3 separate regions of the Mus musculus genome follow, and all the other regions are linked to region 2. The links are chromatin contacts, called in public HiChIP or PLAC-seq maps. All regions are on one chromosome and are shown on one strand. Each heading gives the region's core, a stretch centred on a gene start, on an enhancer-like site or on the middle of the called end of the contact. The rest is flanking DNA. Distances are from core to core; before and after follow the strand shown.

The links. HiChIP or PLAC-seq counts read pairs in DNA pulled down with a chosen protein or histone mark.
Region 1: a contact with region 2 is called in an H3K4me3 HiChIP or PLAC-seq map of bone marrow-derived macrophages, with 5 times the contacts expected there. The contact joins the enhancer-like site here to the promoter of Lamtor4 in region 2. A contact is called at or near these places in 20 of 39 promoter capture datasets (the 3T3-L1 cell line, 3T3-L1-derived adipocytes, the C10 cell line and 14 more), 2 of 15 datasets of contacts at CTCF or cohesin (large pre-B cells and pro-B cells), 2 of 484 Hi-C or Micro-C datasets (bone marrow-derived macrophages and cortical neurons), 19 of 115 datasets of contacts at active chromatin or transcription factors (Th17 cells, acute myeloid leukemia, bone marrow-derived macrophages and 15 more) and 2 of 9 other capture datasets (liver and macrophages).
Region 3: a contact with region 2 is called in a FOXA1 HiChIP or PLAC-seq map of pancreatic cancer cells. The contact joins the enhancer-like site here to the promoter of Lamtor4 in region 2. A contact is called at or near these places in 9 of 39 promoter capture datasets (the 3T3-L1 cell line, the C10 cell line, cranial neural crest and 5 more), 5 of 115 datasets of contacts at active chromatin or transcription factors (acute myeloid leukemia, embryonic hindbrain, embryonic stem cells and 2 more) and 1 of 9 other capture datasets (macrophages).

Annotation. Positions count from the first base shown.
Region 1 is chr5:138,654,119-138,658,304 of GRCm38.p6, reverse strand. No RefSeq gene overlaps it. Among named protein-coding and RNA genes, the nearest start is that of A430033K04Rik, 33 kb to the right of the region's middle. Within about 2 kb of position 1,369, at least 9 of the 459 cell types and tissues checked have an H3K27ac peak or open chromatin away from gene starts, as enhancers often do. A contact at or near this core is called in bone marrow-derived macrophages, where this site is marked.
Region 2 is chr5:138,254,116-138,258,366 of GRCm38.p6, reverse strand. It overlaps Lamtor4 (late endosomal/lysosomal adaptor, MAPK and MTOR activator 4), which reads right to left and starts at 2,885. Exons shown (of 4, transcript NM_001081108.2): 1 at 2,564-2,885; 2 at 2,034-2,114. The coding sequence starts at 2,566.
Region 3 is chr5:138,706,213-138,710,351 of GRCm38.p6, reverse strand. No RefSeq gene overlaps it. Among named protein-coding and RNA genes, the nearest start is that of Fam20c, 47 kb to the left of the region's middle. Within about 2 kb of position 2,766, at least 34 of the 459 cell types and tissues checked have an H3K27ac peak or open chromatin away from gene starts, as enhancers often do. A contact at or near this core is called in acute myeloid leukemia, macrophages and pancreatic cancer cells, where this site is marked.

The DNA.
Region 1 (4,186 bases), core at 120-2,619, 400 kb before region 2:
AGGACCCTGTAGAGTGTCAGGCCTGGTCGCTCTTCTGAGGACACTGATTTCCTTGCTGGCTCCTCAGCCTGGGAGCAGAATTAGGGGCATTTCCCAACTTTCAGGTTTGACCTGAGGTCGAGGTTCTTGCAAGGAGGTTGTCGTTCGAGTCCCGTGGATCTCCACTTTGCTAACTGGACATGTGCCTTCGGATGTCTGTAACCTGGTGACCTTGGGCACTCTTTTCTTACTTGTTTCTGTCTGACCAGCGGCCAGGTTACCTCTCTTAGACTGAGCTAAGTGTCCACTAGAGGGAGCTTTAGGGTGCTATTGTTAACACAGTACAGATCTTAGAGATAAGAGTTACTATTGACAGTGGTAGTTTTGTGGGTGTGGTGTGGTGGGTAGGTGAGTGGGTGAGTGGATGAATTAGGTGTGGGTGGGTGGTGTAGAGAACTTGTTTGTGGGTTTTTTTTAAAAATATATATCTTTAGCCCTTCGTTCCTCATCCACCCACATCCAAATGTAGTCCTTCAACACTTTTCATAATTCTAGGAAGAAACTTACCAAGCCTGGAAGCAGGGATTTTGAGCTCATTTTCTTATTGACTCTTATGAGGGTGATGGGGTCTTTTCTCCCATGGCATCAAACTATGCCCACACAGTAGACAGACTGTCCTATACAATGGGTCTCCTTACCAAGCCAGTGGTGCTGACCCTCCCTGACCACAGTCTTACACACGCACACACGCATGCATGCATGCATGTGCTTATGTATGCACATACACACACACACCCACTCACACACACACACAAAAACACACACGTACTCACACACACAAACACACACACTCACACACACACAAACACACACTCACACACATAAACACACACACTCACACACACACAAACACACCCACACACACACACTCACACACACATACACACACTCACACACACACACACACACACACACACACCCCACATACACCCCATTTGTGTGTGCATGAGTGCATGTGAATACAGATGCCTGAGGAGGTCATAAGTGTCAGATTACCTGAAGCTGAAATCTCAAATGGTTGTGAGTGACTTGATGTTGGTGATGGTAACTCAGGTCCTATGCAAGTGCAGTTAAGTATTCTCAACTGTTGAGCCTTCTCTACAGCTCCCACCATTCTCCCTTGGGGAATGTGGCTGTGGAAGGAACGAGGGAATTATGGTGGGAATCTGCTCAGGTTAGTGCCCACCTAGGAATTATTCTACAGCTTTTTCCAACCAATGACATTTGCAACAAAGAGGACTCTAGGTGGCCAGCCAGGCCTGCTATACACCTCCTCATTTTCTCAGGAAAACTGCAGGATGATCTGTTGGCCAGAGGAGGTCGCCCAAACACTATGCTTACATAGTGTTATATGCTTAGTTTTCTGTCCCAGAAAATGGAGACTACACACAGCACAGAACTCTGGTCAGAAAGGAGGTGATTTTAAAAAATCAATCTTCAGGTTCCATATCTCTAATGCTGTGAGTCCAGATAATGTTACCTCCTTTGATTCTGGGGTGTTTCCACTATCACAGCTCTCTGGCATGTCCTTGCAGATTTCTATTTAGTCTCATGGCCATCTGGGCATCTCTCTTGTTCTTCCCCACACTTGATCCTAACCCCTACCCCATTCCCCTCCCATCCCCTCTCCCACCCAGCTCCCTCACCCCATCTGTCTCCTACAGCTATTTTATTTCCCTGTTTACATGAGATTCAAACACCCTGTGTTGGGCTTTCCTTCTTATTTAGCTTCTTGTGGTCTGTGGAGTATAGCATAGTACCTGTATTTTATGGCTAATATCCACTTATAAGTGAGTTCATATCATATTTGTCCTTTTGAGTCTGGGTTACCTTGCTTAGGATGATATTTTCTAGTTCTATCCTTTTGTCTACAAAATTCATGATGCCTTTGTTTTTAATAGCTGGATAGTATTCCGTTGTCTAGACATACCAATTTTCTTTATCTATTCTTCAGTTGAGGAACATCTAGGTTGTTTCCAGTTTCTGGCTATCAAGAATAAAGCTGCTATGAACATAGTTGAGCAAGTGTCCCTGTGGTATAGTAGGGCATCTTTTTGGTATATTCCCAGGAGTGGGTCTTGAGGTAGAACTATTCCCAGTTTTCCGAGAAACAGACAATTTAATTTCCAACGTGGTTGTAAAAGTTTGCCCTCCCACCAGCAGTGGAGGAGTGTTTCCCTTTGCTCCACATCCTTGCCAGCATGTGCGGGTCATTCTGACAGGTGTAAGATGGAATCTTAGAGTTGTTTTAAATTGCATTTCCCTGATGACTAAGGACTTTGAACACTTATCTAAGTGTTTCTTGGCCATTCAAGAATCCTCTGTTGAGAAGTATCTGTTTAGCTCTCTACCCCCATTTTTAATTGGGTTATTTGGGTTGTTGGTGCCTAACTTCTTGAGTTCTTTATAAATTTTGGATATCAACCCTCTGCCAGAAGTAGGGTTGGTGACTAGGCAGGAACCCCAGTGGAGCAATAGAAGCAGCAACCCACCCATAAAACTCTCAACCCCCAAATGTATCCTGTCGACAAGAAATGCAGGGATGGGGGATAGCAGAGACGGAGGGAATGGCTATCCAATAACACGCCCTACTTGAAACCCATCCCATGGGCAAGCACTAATTTCTATTAATAATACTGTTATGCTTGTATACAGGAGTCTAGCAAGCTTGTCCTCTGAGAGGTTCCACCCAGCAACTGACTCAGATGGATGCAGAGACTCACAGCTGAACAGTGGATGGAGCTTAGGGACTCTTTTGGAAGAACCAGGGAAAGGATTGTGGGCCCTGAAGGGGATAGGAACTTCACAGGAAGACCAACAAAGTTCACTAACCTGCGATTTCAGAGACTGAACCACCAAACATACATAGGCTGGAGCCAGACCTCTCCACACATGCATAGCAGATGTGCAACTCAGTCTTCATGTGGGTTCCAAACAACTGGAGAGGGGCTAACCCCAAAGCTGTTATTGCCTGTAAGGGATGTGTTCTTCTAGCTGGGCTGCCTTGTTTGGCCTCAGTGGGAGAGGATGCACCTAGCTTCACAGAGGCTTGATATACCAGGGTTGGGAGAAACCCAGGGTGCCTCTACCCCCTCATAGGGCATGGGAGAAGGGATTGTGGGAAAGGGTAACTGGGAAGGGGGCAGTGATCAGGATATCAAGTGAAAAAAAACTCATATTGATAAAAAGAAAAGATATGACAAAGGAGAATGAATAAATCACCATATTCACTAACTTGATTGTATTGAATATATGACTGAAATGACATCAGAAAAATAATTAATCCTCTATGTGTTCATGGGTTGGGAGACACAGTTCATGACCCATATGTGGAGACCAGAGGTCAACTTGTAGGGGGCAATTCTCTCTTTCTACTATATGAACCCCAAGGATTAAAGCTTGGGGGTAGTATCTTTACCCATTGAGCTGCCTTGCTAGCCCCAGGAGATCGTTAAAACATGGTAACTGACCTACTAAACACAAACTTGTACAAACAGTGTGCTTTCTTTTTAATGATAAAAGTAGTATTTAAATTATTTCCTTTTGGGCTGAAGAAATGGCTCAGAGGTTAAGGTCATTGGCCGCTCTTGTAGAAGACCCAGATTCCATTCCCAGAACTCACTTGGCAGCCCCTAGTTGTCAGTAACTCCAGTTCCAGGGGATCTGCCATCTTTTTCTGGCCTCTAGACAGACATGTAGTGCTAGATGTGTACTATTCTGTCATTAATTTATGTCTGAGTCCTTCATGACCATCCCTGCATAAGGCTGGCTTTAAGGTCACTCAATCCAGACCAGCTGTAATAGTTCTCAGTTATCAGAGTAGCTGGGATTACAGCCCTGAAATAGCAAACACAGTTTGTGAGATATTGTTTCTGTCTGGCCAGAACTTCAGTGGTCCTCTGTCTTCTGAATGCTGCCATGAAAGAAGTGAGTGGGTGTGCCTTATAATTATTTTAATTAATTAATAATTTGTTACCTTATATGGAGGTTTGAATGAACGTATACCATGACACATACGTCTTGAATTTGCTTTTGTGAATTGGTATCTTTTCCACTTAGTTCTGCCCTCAGAGATGTGGATAATCTAGCTACCTTTCTCATTTTCAAAAAATGGCTTGAAAATATGTCTGCCTTAGCTTGGTGCCTA
Region 2 (4,251 bases), core at 1,636-4,135:
TGTGGGAGATTCTAGGCAGGGGCTCTACCACTGAGCCACACCCCAGCCCCTCACTGGGGGATTCTAGGCAGGGGCTCTACCACTGAGCCACACCCCCAGCGCCTCAGTGGGAGACTCCTGGGCAAGTGTTTTACTACTGAGCCACGCCCACAGCCCCTCACGAAGGATTTTAGGCAGATGTTATATCACTGAGCTAACTGCTCAGTCTTTGAAGGTTCTACCTGTTACTCAGTCTTCCCACTTGTCCTGTCTGTAGGCTATGAAGCAGAAACACCCACTTTGTCTTTAAAGTTTTCCCTCTGGCTAACCCTTGGGCAAATAACAAGACAGTAGTCCAGACGTCCTCTGGACAGTAGAACAGACTGTTTCAACATCCTCTTCCCACCGCTTCTAAATGGGTCCTTAACTAGATTTAGTTCCTTTTGCTCTCGGTATCTCCAGCTGTATACTGGGCCTATATTCTGCGCTTGTGAAAGTCTCATGAGAAAACAATGAAAACATAACAGTGCCTACATAATAAATGTACTACAACCGATAGCATTCCATCTCACTCGGTGTCTACAGTCAGGCCATCAAAATTCTCCTTAGCTACCTCCTTGGTCAGCTTCCTTTCTTGATGTCTTATTTGTTCAGGTACCATAGTATTTTTCTGGTTTCCCCTGTTCAGAGTCCTACTGGATAAGTACTTCAGAAAGGTAGAGTACATGTAGAAGTACTTTACCTAGTAATTATCTCTGGGCTGTGGGGGTGGCTCAGTGGATAAGAGTTTTTGCTGTACAAGCAAGAGGACTTGAGTTCAAATCCGTCAGGAATGACCACACTCACACCTGGAATCCCAGCACTGTGGGTGTACAGCCATGTGGACTGCTGAGGCTTGCTCAAGGCCGCCAGTCTAGGTACGGGTTCAGAGACCCTGCCTTAAGGAATAAGGCAGAGAGAGTGGTGAGAGTGGGTCTCTAATGCCCTACAATGGCTTCAGCACATGCATGGGCACACACCCGTGCAGGCACTAAAAACATAAGCTAAAATGTCTTCTGTCCTTGCTCCTCACTGCTACCAGTCCAGTTTCCTGCTTATATGGCTCTCCTGGGACACTTGTGCTACACCATTTCTGTGAGTCACAGTTGTTTTAAAACCCTTTAACCCTCAAGATTTGTCGAAAGATGTTGAAGCTAGCCGCAGGAAGTTCAGTATCAGTCTTACCACAGCATCCTTCCTCTTCAAATGGTTTCAACACAAAACCACGGCCAACTCGGGCACTGGCACACTCAGGCAAGCATGCCCGGCTCCCAACCCTGAGGGTTCTTTTCTCTTTCACAATTTTCTGCCCTTGCAGCGTAGCTCAATTCCTGCCTCTAGAGAAGTCTTGCCCCCACCCCACCCCACCTCACCCCCCAAAATTCTAGAGGCAGGCAAAAATGGATCAGAGCATAAAAGTGCTTGCCTCAATGCCTGATGACCTGAGTTCAATCCTCAAGACCCACATGGCAGGAGAATTCACTCCAAAGTGTCCTCGAACTTTCACCCCCTGTGGCACCCATACGTGCGTCCCTACAAGAATTTAACAAATAAAAACAAACTACAACTAACTAACTAATTGTATAACTTGGGTAATGGTTTGTTTGTTGTTTTTTGAGGCTGAGTTACATGTAGTCCAGGTTGTGATTGAATTTGATATGTAGCCAAAGATAAGCCTGAACATCTAACCCACTGTTTCCACCTTCCAAGTGCTGGGACTACACTCTGTTTGGTTTTATGCAGTATTGGGATTGAAGAGAAGGCTCTGTGCATGCTAGGCAACTCATTCTCCGTACTAAGCTACCTCCCCAACCTTTTGGTAATTAGCTTTTATACCACATATCCAAATACTACATAAAGCTTACTATATGGCAAGCAAGGAACCACAGAGAAGACAAAAAGAGACAACTTGGAAATATTTGAAGGGATTTCTGGGCTGTGTGTCCCCAAAGGACCCCCCCACACACACACACACACACACCCTCCACCCCACGCTTTGCTTTCCCACAACGCACCGCCAGCACTGCACCTTCGCTCAGCACCAGGTAGCCAAGCTGGTCTGGGATTCGCTCCAGCCCTTGGGTCAGTGCGGAAGTCTAGAGGGTAAAGAGACAAGGAGAATCATGACAGCCTTGCAAACCCATCTCCCTCCTGGATATGAGCCTTCCAAGGCCCTCATAATGGCTTGTAACACTGAGTCTCCATCCACGGTCACTATTGGACCTCTGAGCTCTTCCACTTGTCATGTAGGTGACCCAGGAGGCCTTCCTAGCCCCTCAACCCCTCCTCATGTCCCTTCCCACTCCAGTCCCCTTATGCCCCGCCCCTTGTGCCATCTAGACTACTCCCCCGCTGCAGAACACCCGGTAGCGGAGCCTTCCTTCTCCAGCCCTCCCTGTCGCTTCCCTCCCATCTCTGTTCCCTTTCGGTCCCAGGGTGGACTGGAGGTGACAGTGAAATGCAAGCCATAAGGTGGCAACAGAAGCTCGGAAAACAGGGACGCGGAACCGCAGGCGTGCACACCCGCGCATGCGTCCACACTCACCATCGCAGCCGTAGGTGCAGTGTAAGCAGTCTGCCGGATAGGTAGTTTCCGGCTCCAGGCTCGGGTCAGGTGGTTTCACCAGCTGACTGTAGCCCAGCCCTTCGCTTGAGGATTGGATGGCGGGTATGTCATTATACTTTATCAACCACTGCGGAGCCCCGCTTTCCGAACACATTCGTGGATTGGTTGCATTTCCCCGCCCCTCAGGATTTGCCTGCGAGAGTTGTCCGGAGAGTCGCGGGGCAGTGTCGCCACACGAACGTGCACTGCTTCTATCCTTTGCAATAGGAATATGCATCTGCCGGTGGCTTCCAAGAAGAAAGTAGAACAGTCCGGTGATGTAAGAGGAGTCTTAGGTGTCACTGTTCAACCTGAAAAGAGAAACTAATGTACCAATGTGAAAGACGATGGTTTGGTTTACACGTGAAAAGCTGTTCACGTGTTAACTTTCTGCCTTGAGTATATGTGTTAAGAGTGGATCGGCCCAAATATGGCTATGAATGAGTAAATCAAATTTGCTGTGTACACACAGTAGTGTAAGATCAATACAAGATGATAATGTCCTGACACCAAATGCAGCTTGAGAATCTCCAAAACAAGAGAAAGCAGGCCAGGGAGATGGCTTCAGAGACCACTCAGCCTTCAGAGGCTCAGACCCAACCAAAAGGACGGGTTGTGAAAGGGCAGGTTCATAAGGCTATATATTATGTGGTCCCATCTATGTAAGACGCTTAGCTGTGACTATTGCCGAATGCTTGTAATCCTAGTTTAAAGCCTGAGAGGCCGAGGATTGGGCTGAATAGGGAGTTCAGTGCCAGACTGAGGCCTGAGCTACCTACCAAGATCCTGATTAAAACACATACACTTCTTGCAAATACAGAAAAACTGAAAGCAATTACTAGTTGGTAGTGGGGCAAGAAAAAATAGGAAGTGCTTATTAATGAGGGTATGGCAGGGCATGTGATTTAAGCTTTTTGGAATTCATATTGAAGTCTGCATATCTTTGTGAATGTGCCGAAGTTACTAAGTTGTACACTAAATTAGTGAATTATATCCCCCACCCCATTTATTTTCAGTGCCAAGAAGCAAAGTCAGGGCCTTATGCATACTGGGTGTGGGTCTGTACCCACAGCACTAAACAAAGAAAGTCGTCCACCCCAAATCATCTTGTAGAAGCAGCAGCTAATTAGAGAAAATGAGGCAAGGCTGTAGCTATCGTTTCAAAACTTGCCTAGCATGCATAGGCCCCAGATTCAATCATCATGACCAAAAAATTGAAGTAGGGCTGGCAAAGTGGCTCAGCGGGCAAAGGTGCTTGGCACCATTGCTCTGAAGTGGGTATACAAATATCAACAGCTGCTTTGTACAATCCAGAGAATGGTCTACAGTAGCCACAATTTTTATTTTGAACGAGTGACTTTATAAAGTGAGTGAGAGAGAGAGAGAGAGAGAGAGAGAGAGAAGCACATCAATTTCCATCAAATCAGGTACTCAAGTATCCAAGTATCCAGCCAAAACTACCTGAGGAAGTCCCTTTAAGACAACTACGAACAGACAGAGTTCTGGGCAGAGCAGAGAGTTTCTTCAGGGAAGGCTTCTAAGTAAAAGAACAGAAATCATGAAATTGGGAGCTTACAGACATCCATCCAAAACCAACCTGGAGAGGCTGAGGTTGCTAGCTGGAGTTC
Region 3 (4,139 bases), core at 1,517-4,016, 450 kb before region 2:
ATGGAGATTTACCAGTGGGGTGACAACAGAACTTAATAGTCAAGCTCAATATGCATAAATATGAATATGAATAAATGAGCTAGGCATTTTCATGGTAAAAGTAAGTAGAGACGGTGATATGGTTCAGTGAGGCAATATGTATCTCTCAGTGCTTGGGAAGTGGAGACAGGAGGATCAGGAGTTCAGGACATCCTCCATTATGTAGCAAATTGATGTCAGTCCAAGCTACATGAGACTCTGTTTCAAAAAGCACCCAAAGTATATGGTCTATGAGTGATTCAAGAGACAGTACTGCAATGTCCATGAGTCCATCTGCTTGTGCTGACTCTTGTGGCTGAGTTTGTGGGAAGTTCTGGCTATACCTTTATGCAGGGGTCCACATACATGTGATGAGAGAGGTTTTGATTTGAGAAAACTGGAAAGATGGAAACAGAACAGTGGGGATATCAGACAGATCTCTTGCCGTCCAGTGACTCCTTAATTAGAGATTGTTCTTATTAATTTATTTTAATTGTTATTTTAAAATTATCTAGAGGCTGTATAGATGGCTCAGCAGTTAAGAACATTTGCTCATCTTTCAAAAAAGTCCAAGGTTTGATTCCCAGTTATCCATGTTGGCTCCCCCACTCCAGGGGACCCAACACCTCTGGTCTCTGAGAATACCTTCACAGACATGCGCATACTCAACACAGATACACACGCATACACATAATTAAAATATCATCAACCTTTAAAGAGATCTGTGTATGCCTTGATATACGTGGAGGTCAGAGAACAATGTTTGAGTATTGGTCCTCACCTTCTACCTTGTTTGATGCAGGGTCTTTTTGTTGCTTTCCACTGAGAACACCACGCAGCTGGCCTATCAGCTTCTGTGGATTTTCCTGTCTTTATCTTCCACCTCACTGAAGGAGTGCTGGGATTACAGACACACCTACCACAGTATCAGGCTTTACATGGGGGCTGGGGATTGAACTCGTGTCCTCATGATTGCATGACAAATACTTTATCCACTGATCCCAGCTTAGCTCCTGAAGATCATTTGTAAATATAACATCTCCTTCACTTACTGATGGTGTTACTCACAACGTGATGGCTTCAGTTCTGTTAAGCTTCACTGGCATTTATCATTGTGGTGGTTTGAATACGCTTGGCCCACAGAGTGGTACTACTAGGAGGGGTGAACTTGTTGGAGTAGGTATGGCCTTATTGAGGAACGTGTCAATTTGGGGGTGGGTTTTGAGAACTTATCCTAGCTGCCTGAGGATGGCAGTCTTCTCCTGGTTCCCTTCAGAACAAAATGTAGAACTCTCAGCTCCTCCTGCATCGTGCCTGCCTGGTTGCTGCCATGCATCCCATCCTTGATGATAAAGGACTGAACCTGAAAGCTAGCCCCAATTAACTGTTTGCCTTGGTCATAGTGTCTCTTTACAGTAATGAAAGCCCTAACTAAGACACTCATTAGCATTTTCTCTATTGGTGATTTAAGTCTAGCCAGGCCACAGAGAACTAAGCCACAACTTGATCCATATCTTCTGCCAATATCTACAAAGCATGTGTTCCTGCTGGGAATGTTGCCAGAACTGTTTGTGTCATAGCCTGGGCCTCTCAGCTGCCCTAACAGCCAGCTTCTTCCACTTGTCCTCTGTAGACCAACTACACAAGTCATAGTGGAAAGAAATGAGGAGTTTTATTCAATGTGGTTACACTGGGGAAAAGGAACAAGCAGAGTCATGACCCCATGTCTATCTTCTGGGTCCTGATGTGAGGCTTAGATTTAAATAGAGGGCATGAGGTGCACATAGCCAAGCAGACTTGTCAAGGTGTCTTGTCTCAGCAATCATCACTGTCTCAGCTCTCATCTCTCATACAAGGTAGTCTGACAAGTTGTCAGATCTGTGTGAACTCCATTTCCTGGAGACAAGAGCCTCCTCTGGCTTCAACTTCACTTTCTCTTAAAGATGAGGTTCCTGGAGAATCCCAAGCTTTTGAGGCCCATTGTTTTAATGGTTTGCTAGCTAAAGGGACGGTTTTGTGTGGCACTATTCCTGGGGAGGTAGGGGCAAATGTCTATTCATATGTGGGAGCTAACAACAGCCCAAAGTAAAAATGCCACTGACTTAGGCTTTCCACTGCTGTGAAGAGATACCACAACCACAGCAACTATTATAAAGAAAAAACAGTTAACTGGGGCTGGATTACAGTTTCAGAGGTTTCATCCATTATCATCATGGCAGGATAACCTCAGCATCCAGGCAGACATGGCACTGGAGAAGAAGCTGAGAGTACTACATCTTGATCCACAGGGAGCAGAAATAAATGCCACACTAGGCCTAGCTTGAACATATATGACTTCAAAGCTTACCCCTATAGTGATATACTTCCTCCAACAAGGCCACAATTACTCTAACAAGGCCACACCTTCTAATAATGCCACTCCCTATGGGTCAAGATTCACACACATGAGTCTATGGGGGCCATTCTTATTCAAACCACCACAGCCACCACAGGCCAATTTGAAGAACCACGTGTAGTTTTGGGGTTACAAAACATGGATGAAGGGTTACTTACAGGAGCAGCAGTGATTCCAAGCAACTGTATGACCAAAGCCCACCCCAGCAAAGAAAGGTATAAAGGCTGGATACCTGGAGTACTTTGCACAATTTTCAGGCAGCTCAACAGGTTGGGAGGTATCCTTCCCCATTAGCTCAGCTGCTCTGAGCCTCTTCCAGGCAGATCAACTTGTCAGGCAGTCTACATTGCAGCTTCTCTTATCTGAGAGTGACTCACACTCACAAACATCTTTTCAGCTTACATATCTGTTTGGGGAGGGAGAGGCCTGGTGAGTCTGACCAGTTTCAGGGACTTCCAGAAACTATTTCAAGTGGTTTGCTCCCTGACCTTAGGAGCTTCAGGGCAGGGTGAAATGTCTTGTCTCCCAGTAGAACACAGTACTGTCTCACTTTCCTGTGAGCTTCTTGAATCCTAATGAGCTTTTCTCCAAGGTGGAAGATTTTAATCTTGGAGGAAAGTGTCCCACAGCAGGGAGGTACAAGGGTCTCTTCAGATGGTATTTTTACATGCCAGGAGGTTTCTAGGCCCCATTACTGGTATGGCGCTGGGCCCCAGAGATGGCAAGCCTGTGGTACACCATTTCCTATCAATGTTGAGCAAGGGGCTTTTAGTTACAGCCATGGGACACAACATGCAGATTGTATCCAGTTTGCAAAATAAAGGTACTAATTTGATAGGGTTTGAGAAGAAAAGGAGGAGGGGGTCCGAGCACAGGGACCATCAGACATTCAAGACCTGATGGGAGAAGCAGACTTCAGGGAACTGAGCCAATATTACAAAGGAAATCAGCCCTGCCCCACCCAAGAGCAGAGGTCAGGGGGTATCCATCTCTCAGAAGCACTGGTATTGGCTTGTGGAGATGTCCACTCACCCGTGTCTGTCTCTGTGGCTCTACTTTGTCTACTTTCCCTACTTTGTCTGATTGGCCCCATCTGCCCTGGTGGCTGTCATCTTGTCATGAAGCTGTCTGTCTGCCCTAGTGATTGTTGTCTTGTCTTGATGGCCTTCTGCTCTGGTGGTTGTCTTGTCACAGTGGCCCTGCTTGCCCTATCTGGTGGCTTCTGTCTTGTAATGGTGGTCCTGTCTTGTCTTGGTGGCTATGATTCTCTCTCGGTGTCTCTTTTACTCCCTGTTATTTACCACCGCTCCTATGGTGAGATGCTATAAAACAGCTTTTCTTTATTAAGACACATTTATCCTAAAGCTTTTAGGCAGTGTTAGAAATCGTGGTTTAAAGAATAAGCCTAGGAATATGGATAAAATAGAAAATGTTTCCCAATGAAATTTCACCTAAAAGATGCCATTTTCTACTTTTCTGTATCACAGTGGATTACAGCCACTAGGACTCTGGGACCTGCATCAGGGAAGGTCATTTTATTGTGTCTCTTATGGGATATTCCCAGAAATCAACCAAGATCAGAGTGGAAACAAAGACACAGGCAAGACATGGTGCTGGACACCTTTGATCTCAACACTTAGGAGGCAAGAGGCAGGCCATCAATCTGTATGAGTTTGAGACTCTTCTTGTCTACCTAGTGAGTTCCAGGCAGCAAGAGCTACATAGT